2 separate regions of the Mus musculus genome follow, and region 1 is linked to region 2. A link is a contact called in public HiChIP or PLAC-seq data. All regions are on one chromosome and are shown on one strand. Each heading gives the region's core, a stretch centred on a gene start, on an enhancer-like site or on the middle of the called end of the contact. The rest is flanking DNA. Distances are from core to core; before and after follow the strand shown.

Region 1 (5,292 bases), core at 764-3,263, 220 kb after region 2:
CATGCTAGGGACAAGGTGACTTTAGGGGTACTGTTAGAGGAGAGTGGGGAGAGGTGATCCCACAGAACTTCAAAGCAGCTTCATCCCTCTGTTGTAAGATTTAGGGTTCTGTATAAGTCTGTGTAAGCTGTGTCTTTCTCTCTTTGCTTTTCATTTCATTTCTTCTATCCTTTGTTTCCTTCTTGTTTTACAAGCCACAATCCTCTGTGCTGGTCTTTTTTTTTTTTTTTTTGGAAACAGGGTTTCTCTGGCTGTCCCTGGAACTCACTCTGTTGATCATGCTATTCTGGAACCCAGAGTTCTGCTTGGCTTTGCCTCTCAAGTGCTGAGATCAAAGGCCCAGCCAAGCTGTTTGTTTTTTGACATATAGCCCAGGCTAGTCTGGAACTCACTCTGTATTCCAGGTTGGCCTCAACAATTCAGAGATCCTGGTATCTCAGCCTCTTGAGTGCGGGATTACAGACATGTGCCTCCACACCTAGCTCTAAAAGGAATTAGGAATGAAAGCCGTGTGATCGTCAAGCCATGGCCTTATGTACTAAGCACCTGAAAGGCAGTTAGTCTAAATTGAGATGTGCTATTCAGTTTAAAAATCTGAAGACTTAATAAAAGAATATAAAGTATCTTAGTAATAATTATCTTATATTGATTGTATGTTAAAGCTGTTTATTTATTTTTAAATTTAATGTGTGCAGATGTTTGCCTGCATGTATGTCTGTGTACCTCATGCATGCCTAGTACCTAGGGGAAGCCAAAAGCGTGTTGGATTCTCTGGGACTGGAGTAAGTTGGCTGTGGGTCCTGTGGAAGAGTAGCTAGTGCTCTTAACCACGGGTCTGCCTCTTCAGCCCCTTGTTTGTGTGTTGAGCCGGGTCTCTACGTGTTACCCAGCTAGCCTCAAGTGACCTTATTTCTCAGCTTCTGAAATAGCTAGCATGCATCTGAATAGAGTCCAGCTCTGAACCATTTTTAATATACTGAGCTGTGTCTGGAAAAACGTCCCAGTGGTTAAGAGCATGTACTAGTAAAAGACTGGAATTGGATTGCCAACACTCATGTCTCATGGCTTATAACTGCCTTAAACTTAAGCTTCAATGGATTCCACACCTTCTTCTGGCCTATGTAGGCACCTGCGTTCTAGTGTACACACACACACACACACACACACACACACACACACACACACACACGCATTTGAGGCTGAAAAGATGGCTTTGGAGAGATGGCTCAGTGGCTAAGAGCACAAGCTGGGATCCAGGTTCAATTCCCAACCCCCTCGTGGCAGCTTACAACTGTCTGTAACTCCAATTCCAGGGGATCTGACGCCCTCACGTAAAGGCAAAACACCAATGTACACACAATAAAATAAAATATTTTTTAAAAGGTCAGGTGCAGTGGTGCACACCTTTAATCCCAGCTCTAGAGACCTGATCTACAGAGCAAGTTGAGAAACCCTGAATAAAGAACACAAAAAACTCAGAAATTTTCATATGCTGAGCTAAATAAAAATGTATTTAAATCAATTTTACCTGCCTTTTTTTTTTCCTAAAAGTGTCTGCCTCTCGGATGGTTCTTTGCAACAGTGGCTGCCAAGAGCTACTGGCTTTCACAGTGTTGCACAGGAGTTTGTGTAATAGCAAGAGGCAGAGTACTTGCGAGTCAACTTTACAGACAACCTGGAGAGCTTAAGTGGCTACTCGAGGTCAGCCAGCTTGCAAGCTTCCTATCTGAAACGCACCCTAATCAGCTCCTCTAAACCACTCCGAATGCAGAACCAGGCTCCAGCATGCTCCTTCCAAGTAAACCCCGCCCTCGCCCACCTTGCCTCCCTCTCCAACCGCTCCTTCGGTAGGGCAGACATTCTCTTCCTCCTATCCGAGGCTTTCCTGAACCGCCTTCGTTTTCCAAACCCCTACTCAAGGCCCCAGAGAGGAAGGCTGGAATCCTGGACCAGGTTCCTACCTCCTACCCGCTGGGGCTACAAACAGGAGGAGGACTTTCTCTTCCGGGCGGTTCGCCCGGGCAGATCCCTGGGGAGGGGGAAGGAGAAGGGAGAGGACATGCGGGGAGCACGGTCCCCTCTCCTCTCAGCTCCTGCCTGCTTCGCCCCTCTACGCTCCAAATGCCGTAAGAAACCTGATATCCCATCTCCGAGCCCCGGGCTGTTGCTATTTCTACGTGACGGAATTAAGCCGGTTCGAATTAGAAGGTGATATTTCATCTCTAATTGGCACGTTCAAAGGGCTCCTATCGCACTTGGCGGCCCCGGGACTGTGTAATTAAACAACAAGGTGATCTGAGTCACTTAGCCCGGGCTAAGTCGCCGGCAAGCGCCCGGGTCGCCGCCCGGCCCGCAGGCCGACGTGGCCATCCCGGGGACCAAGGTGTCCTCCGCCCACTGGCCCCAGGTGTTCTGGGGAAACGGATGCCCAGCCCAGGCGCCAGAGATAAGATGCCGGCTCGAACCCCGCCCTGCCTCCGTCCCCCACCCCCCGGAAGCTGCGGCCGGGGACTGGCCGCGAGCGGGCTGCTCGTGCTCGGCGGCGCCCAAGTCCCCGCAGCCCAGCAGAGGAGCGGGGTGCGGGCCCGTATCCCCGGCTGGCCTGGCAGCCTACCAGCCGCCCCCGGAGCCCGTTGCCAACCCAGCCTCCCTGGAGAGAAGGAAGGGTGGAGGCAGGCCTCTCCTCTGCTCCAGGCAGGGATGAGTTAACGTCTGCACAGTCTGGGAACCGTGGAAAGGCCTTGGCTCCTGCCGGTCTCCGCCGCCCAGGCCGCTGCGGGAGAAGCGGCTGGAGGGCCCGGCCGCCCCCTGGTGGGCATGCGGGGACAGGACAAGAAAGGTGCCGGGAGGGCCTGCGGTGCTGCTGGGAAAGGTCTGCACCTGACACTACTCCTACCGGCTTCTGCAAACGCCTTCCTGTGTTTCCTGGCCGCACTGAGTGATCATTCTGTCTCCTACGTAGGAGATTTGTACCGCTCCCCTTCCAAAATGCCACCTCAGCCTGTGGAGCTCTGACTTCAGAATTTCCTTTCCTCGGCCCAGAAGTGCAAGAGATGGCATCAGACTACAGATATTATTTTATCTCTGCAGATATAACAAGAGGTTATAGAAATCCTATCTTACTCAAATGAGAAAATTCAGGTCTGAGAGATGAGGTAGTTTGCTTATTCCTTACAGCAGGCTGGGTGTCCCACCCATGCTAAAATGTTTCCTGTCCATACTCAGTTCTGTTGTCGGTGAGCTTCATAAAGCAGGGGACTGATTCTGTCGCTCTAGTCAGGAAAGCCTCAAGAGAAAAGCTTCCTTGGGTCTCATCAATGCCTTATCAGGATGTGTTCTGGAGCCTAGACTTTGTGTTATTCTTTATCCCAAGTCTACTTGGCCAGTTCACACTTGTAGGACACAAGCCCCCTTCCTTCTCCCTTAAAATAACCCGTCTCTTTTCCCTAAGCAGGCCTGTAACTTATTCCCTTCCTCGTTTTACCACAAATGGTTTGTGCATTGGAAAAGTGTGTGTGTGTGTGTGTGTGTTCATGGGGTGAGGTCATAGGGTATTTGGGAAATGACACCTTTCATTCGATTTTGCTATGAACTGAAAACTGATCTTTAAAAAGTCTATTAAAAACTGGGTGTGGTGGCACATGCGTATAATCCCAGGACTTGGGAGGTCCAGGAAGGAGGATCAACAATCAGCCTGGTCTACCTGAGCTACCCTGCCAACAAACACACACACACAAAGTCTATTAAGATTTTATGTGTAAAGCAGAGCATAGTGGCACATGCCTTTAATCCCAGCATTGGGGAGACAGAGCCTGATCTACATATGGCGTTCCCGGACAGTCAGGACCACATAGAGATCTCATCTCAAAAGCAAAACAAACTATATAGAGAGACCATATAGTCCATAGTAGTTTTGAGTGAAGAAAAACATTTGTATTGTAATAGTAAATGAAAAATCATCATTGCTTTTTATAAATTCAAGATGAATATATATATATATATATATATATATATATATACATATATATGCATGCTGGACGTGTATTTTTTTAAAGATTTATTTATTTTATGCATATGAATACACTGTTGCTGTCCTCAGACACACCAGAAGAGGGCATCAGATCCCATTACAGATGGTTGTGAGCCACCATGTGGTTACTGGCAATTGAACTAAGGACCTCTGGAAGAGCAGTCAGTGCTCTTACCCACTGAGCCATCTCTCCAGCCCCAGAAGTATAATGTTTACTTGGAAAGTATATACATACCTAAAATCCTATTTTATCAACCTATGGAATGGCTATCAAGGGATAATTAAAGGAATACTTAAGGCTCACTCCCTGTGTGTGCACAGCTGCCGGAGTATAGAGTGTAAGCTCATGACCTCTTCCTGTTACTCTATGATTACCCTCCTGCCTCGGGTGTGTGTGTGTGTGTGTGTGTGTGTGATGCTAGGGATTGAGCCCAGAGGCCTCACCCATACTAGGCATACACTCTACCACCAGGTTAACACCTCCATCTATCTATCCCATTTCTTTATTGGTTGAATGTATCCTCATGGCAAGTTCAAGTCAGGCACATACAAAGGAGAAAGTCTGCCACAGCCCTGCCCTCCTAAAGTTCAGGGTCAGAACGCAACAGGAAGAAAGACTGTGAGTAGACTCGGGGCTTGGCTGTCAAGGGCCTTCCTATGGGCATAGCCGTAGTACATAGGACCTTCCTCTAACTGGGAAAAGACCTGCTAGAGAGCCCTGAGATTCTTGGCACAATGGCTGGCAGGAAGCCCAAGAACTACCTTGGGCTCTGAGGAAGAAATCCAACCTTGCCTAGAAACTTAGGAAACAAAAAGCTACCTCCCATCCCAGGATGAAACTCAGCACCGATGGGGCAGGGGCCATAGAGACACAACCACAACCAGTGAGCTCTGCCTTGGGTCCACTCTACTGCTATGTGTGTCCATGCGCCCCAGTTATCCCCTGTCACCTGAGCAGGCCATATACTAGACTGGTTGAGCAGCTTTCCCAAAAGGACAAAGTGACACAGTAAGCTGGCCTAAAGCCTGGGGCATTTTTTTTTGTTGTTATAGTTTCTTGTCCTCTAGTTTGAGGCCATCCCAGATTCTTAGAGAAACAGCTTTTTACTCTTTCTGTCCCCGCAACCCCCATCGTCTTTTCTCTCAACTCGGTCTGGAAACGTCCAGCTAGGACTATCTGTTTCCTAAGAGCTAAGTAGTTCCATCCCTGCCTGGTACAACCCACGTGTCATCCCAGGTCAAATACAGGCTCCAAGGCTCAG
Region 2 (6,130 bases), core at 957-3,456:
GAAGAGAGGTAAGTGAACACACAGATGTCAGGTCCTAGTGAAGTGAAGAGACTGCTATGACAAATCCTGCAGGAAGAGTAGCTGTTTGTGTGACACCAGCCCCATCTTCACAGTGCAGGAACCCAGGGTGTGGAGAACAGCTTCATTTCTGAGAGCTGTGGAACCTTGGGGAACCATGTCCATAAACTAAGAAAGGGAATCGATGGCTATTCTCCCTTCCCTCCTCCAGACAAGGTTTCTCTGCACAGCCCTGGCTGTCCTGGAACTAGCTCTGTAGACCAGACTGGCCTCAAAATCACAGAGATCTGCCTGCCTCTGCCTCCTGAGTGCTGGGATTAAAGGCGTTCCCAGCTTATTTATTTTTTGAGAGGAAAGAGAGAGAGAACACAACATAAAGTTGGGTGAATGGGTTAGAAAGGGATTTGGGGGTCCATGGTGGTGCCCACCTTTAATCCCAGCACTCTGGAGGCAGAGGGAGATGGGACTTGAGTTCAAGGCCAGCCCAGTCTACAGAGTTCTAAGACAGCCAGGACTATAGAGAGAGACCCTGTCTCAGGAAACTTCATTTACACTAAGTAGAAATCAGGTGCACACTACAAATGGCATAAATGTGGAAGCTGTTTCAAAACTATAGAAAAGGAAAGCAGTGCCTGCCCAGGACCATTGGAATATGGTCTGAGCCCTGAAAGACTGCTGTTGGGGAGAAGAGGGAGGGAGGGAGGCAAAAAGAAGTACTAGAAAGTCCTAAAGTACAGAAAACAGTGAGCTTGAAACGCAGGGGGGTCAGTGTTACACAGTCATTAGGAGAGGAGGGTGGGACAAAAGACTAAAGAACTCCTGCCAGGTCACTGTCTGTTAAGGACAGCCAAGACATCAAGCTTTGTCCTGAAAGATGGAGAAGCCATGAGAAGCTTATAATGAGTGTGTTTCACTGTGTATAGCGGAGATGGAATTGGTCAGGGCTAGATAGAGGATCCCAAACAGCAGGCGTGTGAAAGAGGGAATGGGACATGAAGTAAAGCCTCCGGCTAAAAAGAGTACCATTGAAGAGAAGCAAAGGGAGACAGGCTGAACGGTATCTGCTGCCTGGAAGAAGAGTCTTGTTTGGCTGTTAGTTAGCTGGATATGCGCCACAGAATCATTGGTGTGCAAGGCAGGCCGTGTAGGAGAAATACAGTCCTTCCAGGGAGTAAGAGGCTGGGTAGTCAATGGGGGTGGGGGGGTCTTTCCAGGGCCCTACTGGGAAGCTAGGCTTTGGAGGAGAGGCACGTTTCCTGAGCGGTGCTACACACTGGCTTGGACCACGGGCAGTCCTGCTCTCTCGCCCACCAGCTTTGAGTCTCTGTCTTAGCTTCCTCATATGTAAGATAACAATATCTTCTTCCCAAGACTGTTAGGATGAAGGAAAGAAGGAAGGAATAAATAGAATAATGTACTGAGAACAATCCACAGCCCTTATTAAGTACCAAAAAAAGGTCTTCTGTCTGAAGTGAGATGCAGCAGTGTTAGGTGTGGCCTGCCACTCTCATAGCTTTTTTTATTTTTTTTATTTTTTTAGATTTATTTATTTATTATATGTAAGTACATTGTAGCTGTCTTCAGACACTCCAGAAGAGGGAGTCAGATCTCGTTACGGATGGTTGTGAGCCACCATGTGGTTGCTGGGATTTGAACTCTGGACCTTCGGAAGAGCAGTCGGGTGCTCTAACCCACTGAGCCATCTCACCAGCCCATAGCTTTTTTTTAATGAAACAAAATTTTGCTATATAGCCAGTGTAGGCAGAGACTTAGAGCTATCCTGCTTCAGGCTCCCAAAGAGCTGAGTTTGACCTTCACTGTCACATCTGACTTTGTACCACCTTTTAATGCTGAGAAAGCACTAGCTGAGCTCTTGCTCTTGAACTGGGCTCTGTGCTGACCACTGCAAGCTGGTAGGCAGTGCGTTGTTACTCTTCATTCCTACACAGTTGTGGCAGCATGAAGTTTTATGAGGCTCTGCCAAAGAAACCTTGGATGGAGCTGGTTAAAGCTCTTCTGTCCTTAACTGATAGGAAATCCAAAGACTCAAACCAAGGTTAAAAGAAGTTAGCTCATCTAACCGAGTTCTGCTGGTCATCTAACCATACTGGCAATATAGTGTTGGGGATATGATCCCATACCTCCATTAGGTATGCTAGGGAGGCAGTTGGTTGGCGCCAGGCCTGACCTCACACAGTATTTCCTTCAGCCCCAGCCAGCATTTGCATTTCCACAATTTAGAACCATTTGGCACCAACTTTGCAATTTTGTGTTGATGGTGTTAATTATTCATGAAAGAGAACTGTGGGAAAACTACTAAGGGCTTTTACTAGATTGCCTAATTTTCAAACGGGCTTTCATTCCTTTTGTTGGTAAGTATATAACTAATACAATTCCAAGTTCTCTCTGTAAAAAATGTAAATTCATGTTAAATAATAGGAATAAAAACCAGGTGACTTCTGGGTAGGGTGTAATATGAAGTTGATCACTTTATTGCAGTGGACAACTTAATTCACTTAGCAGACATATTTTGTCACTGGTTTAACATTATCGTTCATCTTCTGTTGGATTTTTAGGTATGAGCATACTTCCTCTCATTTCTTCTGTTCAGTGATGTGTCTGTTTCACAGAGATCTGCTTGCTGTGTTTATAGTGTGCTCCCAAGCCCTTTTTTCCGCTTTTGTGTGTGTATGTGTGTGTGTGACCCAAGGTCGGCACTGTCCTCTGCAGCTGCTGTCCTCCTTACTTCTAAGGCAGGAGCTTGCTGAAGCTGGAGCTCGGTGCTGTGGCTACACTGGCCAGCCAGCAAGCCCAGGGGCACTCATGCTTACACAGCAAGGGCTTGTCCAAGTGAGCCCTTTGCCTGGGTGCCAGGGACCCTGCTTTTTCTAACCATGCCTCTTTGTAAGCAAAAAGACGTGCATAGCCTTAATTGAAAGATGGTAAAAAGGCAGGCGGTGAGATTGAAATCACCCCTCCATCCACTCTGCAGTTCTATTTATTCCTGCGGGCAGTAGTGGCGCATGCCTTTAATCCCAGCACTTGGGAGGCAGAGGCAGGAGGATTTCTGACTTCAAGGATAGCCTGGTCTACAGAGTGAGTTCCAGGACAGCCAGGGCTATACAGAGAAACCCTGTCTCGAAGAAAGAAAAAAAAAGATTTATTTATTCCATGTATGTGAGTAGTATACTGTTGCTCTCTTCAGATACACGAGAAGAGGGTGTCAGATCTCATTACAGATGGTTGTGAGCTGCCATGTGGGTGCTGGGAATTGAACTCAGGACCTGTGGAAGAGCAGTTAATGCTCTTAATGCTGAGCCATCTCTCCAGCCCGAGGGTCTTTCTTTCTTTCTTTCTTTCTTTGAGTGAGCAAGATTTTACTGCGTAGCCCTGGCCCTCCTGGAGCGCACTTTGTAGAGCAGGCTGGTCTTGAATTTGAAGATTCTTCTGCTTCTGCTTTTAACCCAAGTGCTAAGATTATAGGTGTGTGTTACCAATCCCAGTCTTTTTTTTTTTTTTTTAATGATGTGTTAAAGTTCAAAATGAGTTTTGCAGAATACAATACAGCATCTTTCCATCCAAGAAAATTACCTCTCCTCTTTTGGTTCTGCATTTTGTGGGTTTTGTTTTTTGTATTGATAATCTTAAGGTGCTTACGAGTGGAATGTGCACCCTAACTTCGTATGGCTTAGGTTTTCAGTACAGGAGTAATAGCTTCTAGCTGAATTACATCTATGCTTATGGTATTGTTAGTTATGCTTAACACTGAATAACATAACTCACACATACTCAGAGATTTGTACAGTCTTGTGGATTTTGTGTTTTGAAATAGTCTTACTATATAACCAGAGCATCCTTGAACTTGAACTTCTGCCTCAGCAAACGCTGGGTTACAGGCAGTGCCACAACACCAACATGCACACACTCTTAATTAAAAATATGCTTAGTTAGCAAGAATGTGCTGTTGTATTGGCTTGATCATAGAAACAGAGCTTTGCGTTGGCTGTGGTTGCGTTGGCTGTGGTGGCACGTGCCTGTAGTCCCAGCACTCAGAAGGCTGAGACTCGGGTCACAGCTAAGGTCAGTGACCTGTCCCAGAAGAGACCTCAGTCCTTCCTTTAAATGGTGATTCTTTACTCTCACAGGATTTTTTTTTTTAACATGGCACCAGGGTTGAACCTCAAGCCTTGCTCAGGAAAACGAGCACTCTACTTGTGAGCTACATCTCTAGCCCTCTCTTACAGGATATCAATGCGCATGCCTGTGTTACTGGGAAACCCATCAGTCAAGGAGGCATCCACGGGCGCATCTCCGCTACTGGCCGGGGTGTCTTCCATGGAATTGAAAACTTCATCAATGAGGCTTCTTACATGAGCATTTTAGGAATGACACCAGGCTTTGGCGATAAGACATTTGTTGTTCAGGTAAAACAGCTTTGACTCTGTCTGCTGTGTACATTTATTTATGTGAGAGGACACATGCTGCAGGGTGGGGAGATCAGAACAGGTCAGGCCTTGCACCATGTAAATCCCAAAGAGTCAGCTCAGGCCTGGGCTCGGCGCAGTGCTTTTCTCTGCTCGTCCGTCTCACCAGCCCCAGGCTTTGTTTCACAATAACTGATATGCATTACAGTTTTAAAGATTTTTCAGTTAATAGCACTAACATTGGACTCTTTGAGAATTCATTACATTTTTAGAATGGTTGTTTTCAAAGTGAAGTTTTTTTCCCCTTAACTTTGATATGATTTATAGAATTAGACCCAATTTAATGTGTCTTAATATTAGATAATAACGTGACTGTCACCAACTTCTTTTGGTCCTCATTAAAGCATAAAACTGCATTCAGAAGGGGAAAAGGCTTCAACTATAAAGCAGTAGTAAGCATGCAGAAATATTCTCACATTGGTCTAAATCTGTCTCTTGTTAGCATGTATTTCACTTCGAGGTTTGGCTTTGCTGTTACCTTAAAATAGCACTATACCTGTATACACACAGTCATAAGACCACTGGGCTGGGTGAATATGGTTGTCCTAAACTACTCCAGGGCTCAGTTTCAGAGGTAACAGAAAGTTTGGCTTCATATTTTTGATCATAGAAATTTGTTATTGAAAAAGCTGCCTAATATATTGCTTCATTTAAAAAAAAAATGTGTAATGTGTCTGTGTGTCACAGCACACAGAGGCCAGAGGACAAGTTATGATAGTTGCTTCTCCCCTTCCACTGTCTGGGTCCTTAGGATAAAACTGGGATCATCAGAAGACACTTGGTGGCAAGTACCTTTACCATCAAGGCCATCTACTGTCCCAGAACATTGCTTCTTTTAGCAAAAGGATTTTGAGACTTGCTTCTAAACCAGTAGAATATGGATTTATGTTGGTCAAAACGACTCATGCTATCTGCACTAAGTCGGTATCATGCATAATTGTTCTTCTCAGGGATTTGGTAATGTGGGCCTGCACTCTATGAGATATTTACATCGTTTTGGTGCTAAATGTGTTGGTGTTGGAGAGTCTGATGGGAGTATATGGAATCCGGATGGGATTGACCCAAAAGAACTGGAAGACTTCAAGTTGGTATGTTATTCTGATATAGTCGTGTGCTGTGGCATACAGTTGGGGGTTAGACCCAACTGCAGGTCAGGCCTGCAGGAGTCTCTTCTCTCCTACCATATGGGTCCCAGGGTTTAAATTCAGGCCATTGCTTGATGGCAAACACTGAGCCATCTCACCCTTTAAAACAAAATTCTTTGCTTGTATTTATGTAGTGCCACCATGTACATATGAAGGTCGGAGGGCAACTTGCAGGAGTTGTTTCTCCTACTGTGCAGCCCTGGGTGGCGAACTCAGATCATCGGGCTTGGTGGCAGAAACCTTAGGTCTTATTTCTTCTCCCTTTTGGTTTATCTTTGAGTGGTGGGATTGGGTGTCTTGTTTTGTTTTAATTCAAGCTTGGGTTGGTTAGTTAGCCTCTGCCTTCCAAGCATTGATAGGGTGTTTTTGAGAGATGCTCTTGTGTGTACGCTTTGTTGGCCTCGTATCCCCTGGCTGCCCAGCCTGGTTTCAGATTCACGGCACTCTCCGTGCTTCAGCATCCCTAACACAGGGATATGAGTC

The links. HiChIP or PLAC-seq counts read pairs in DNA pulled down with a chosen protein or histone mark.
Region 1: a contact with region 2 is called in an H3K4me3 HiChIP or PLAC-seq map of embryonic forebrain, with 4 times the contacts expected there. The contact joins two enhancer-like sites. A contact is called at or near these places in 4 of 115 datasets of contacts at active chromatin or transcription factors (embryonic basal ganglia, embryonic forebrain, neural tube and 1 more) and 3 of 9 other capture datasets (adipose tissue, liver and pancreatic islet).

The regions. Positions count from the first base shown.
Region 1 is chr14:34,546,773-34,552,064 of GRCm38.p6, forward strand. All of the region lies in intron 10 of Ldb3 (LIM domain binding 3), which reads right to left. Among named protein-coding and RNA genes, the nearest start is that of 9230112D13Rik, 27 kb to the left of the region's middle. Within about 2 kb of position 2,014, at least 292 of the 459 cell types and tissues checked have an H3K27ac peak or open chromatin away from gene starts, as enhancers often do. A contact at or near this core is called in embryonic forebrain and stem cell-derived neural progenitor cells, where this site is marked.
Region 2 is chr14:34,329,850-34,335,979 of GRCm38.p6, forward strand. Glud1 (glutamate dehydrogenase 1) reads left to right here. Exons shown (of 13, transcript NM_008133.4): 6 at 4,263-4,442; 7 at 5,453-5,590. Among named protein-coding and RNA genes, the nearest start is that of Glud1, 22 kb to the left of the region's middle. Within about 2 kb of position 2,207, at least 32 of the 459 cell types and tissues checked have an H3K27ac peak or open chromatin away from gene starts, as enhancers often do. A contact at or near this core is called in embryonic forebrain and stem cell-derived neural progenitor cells, where this site is marked.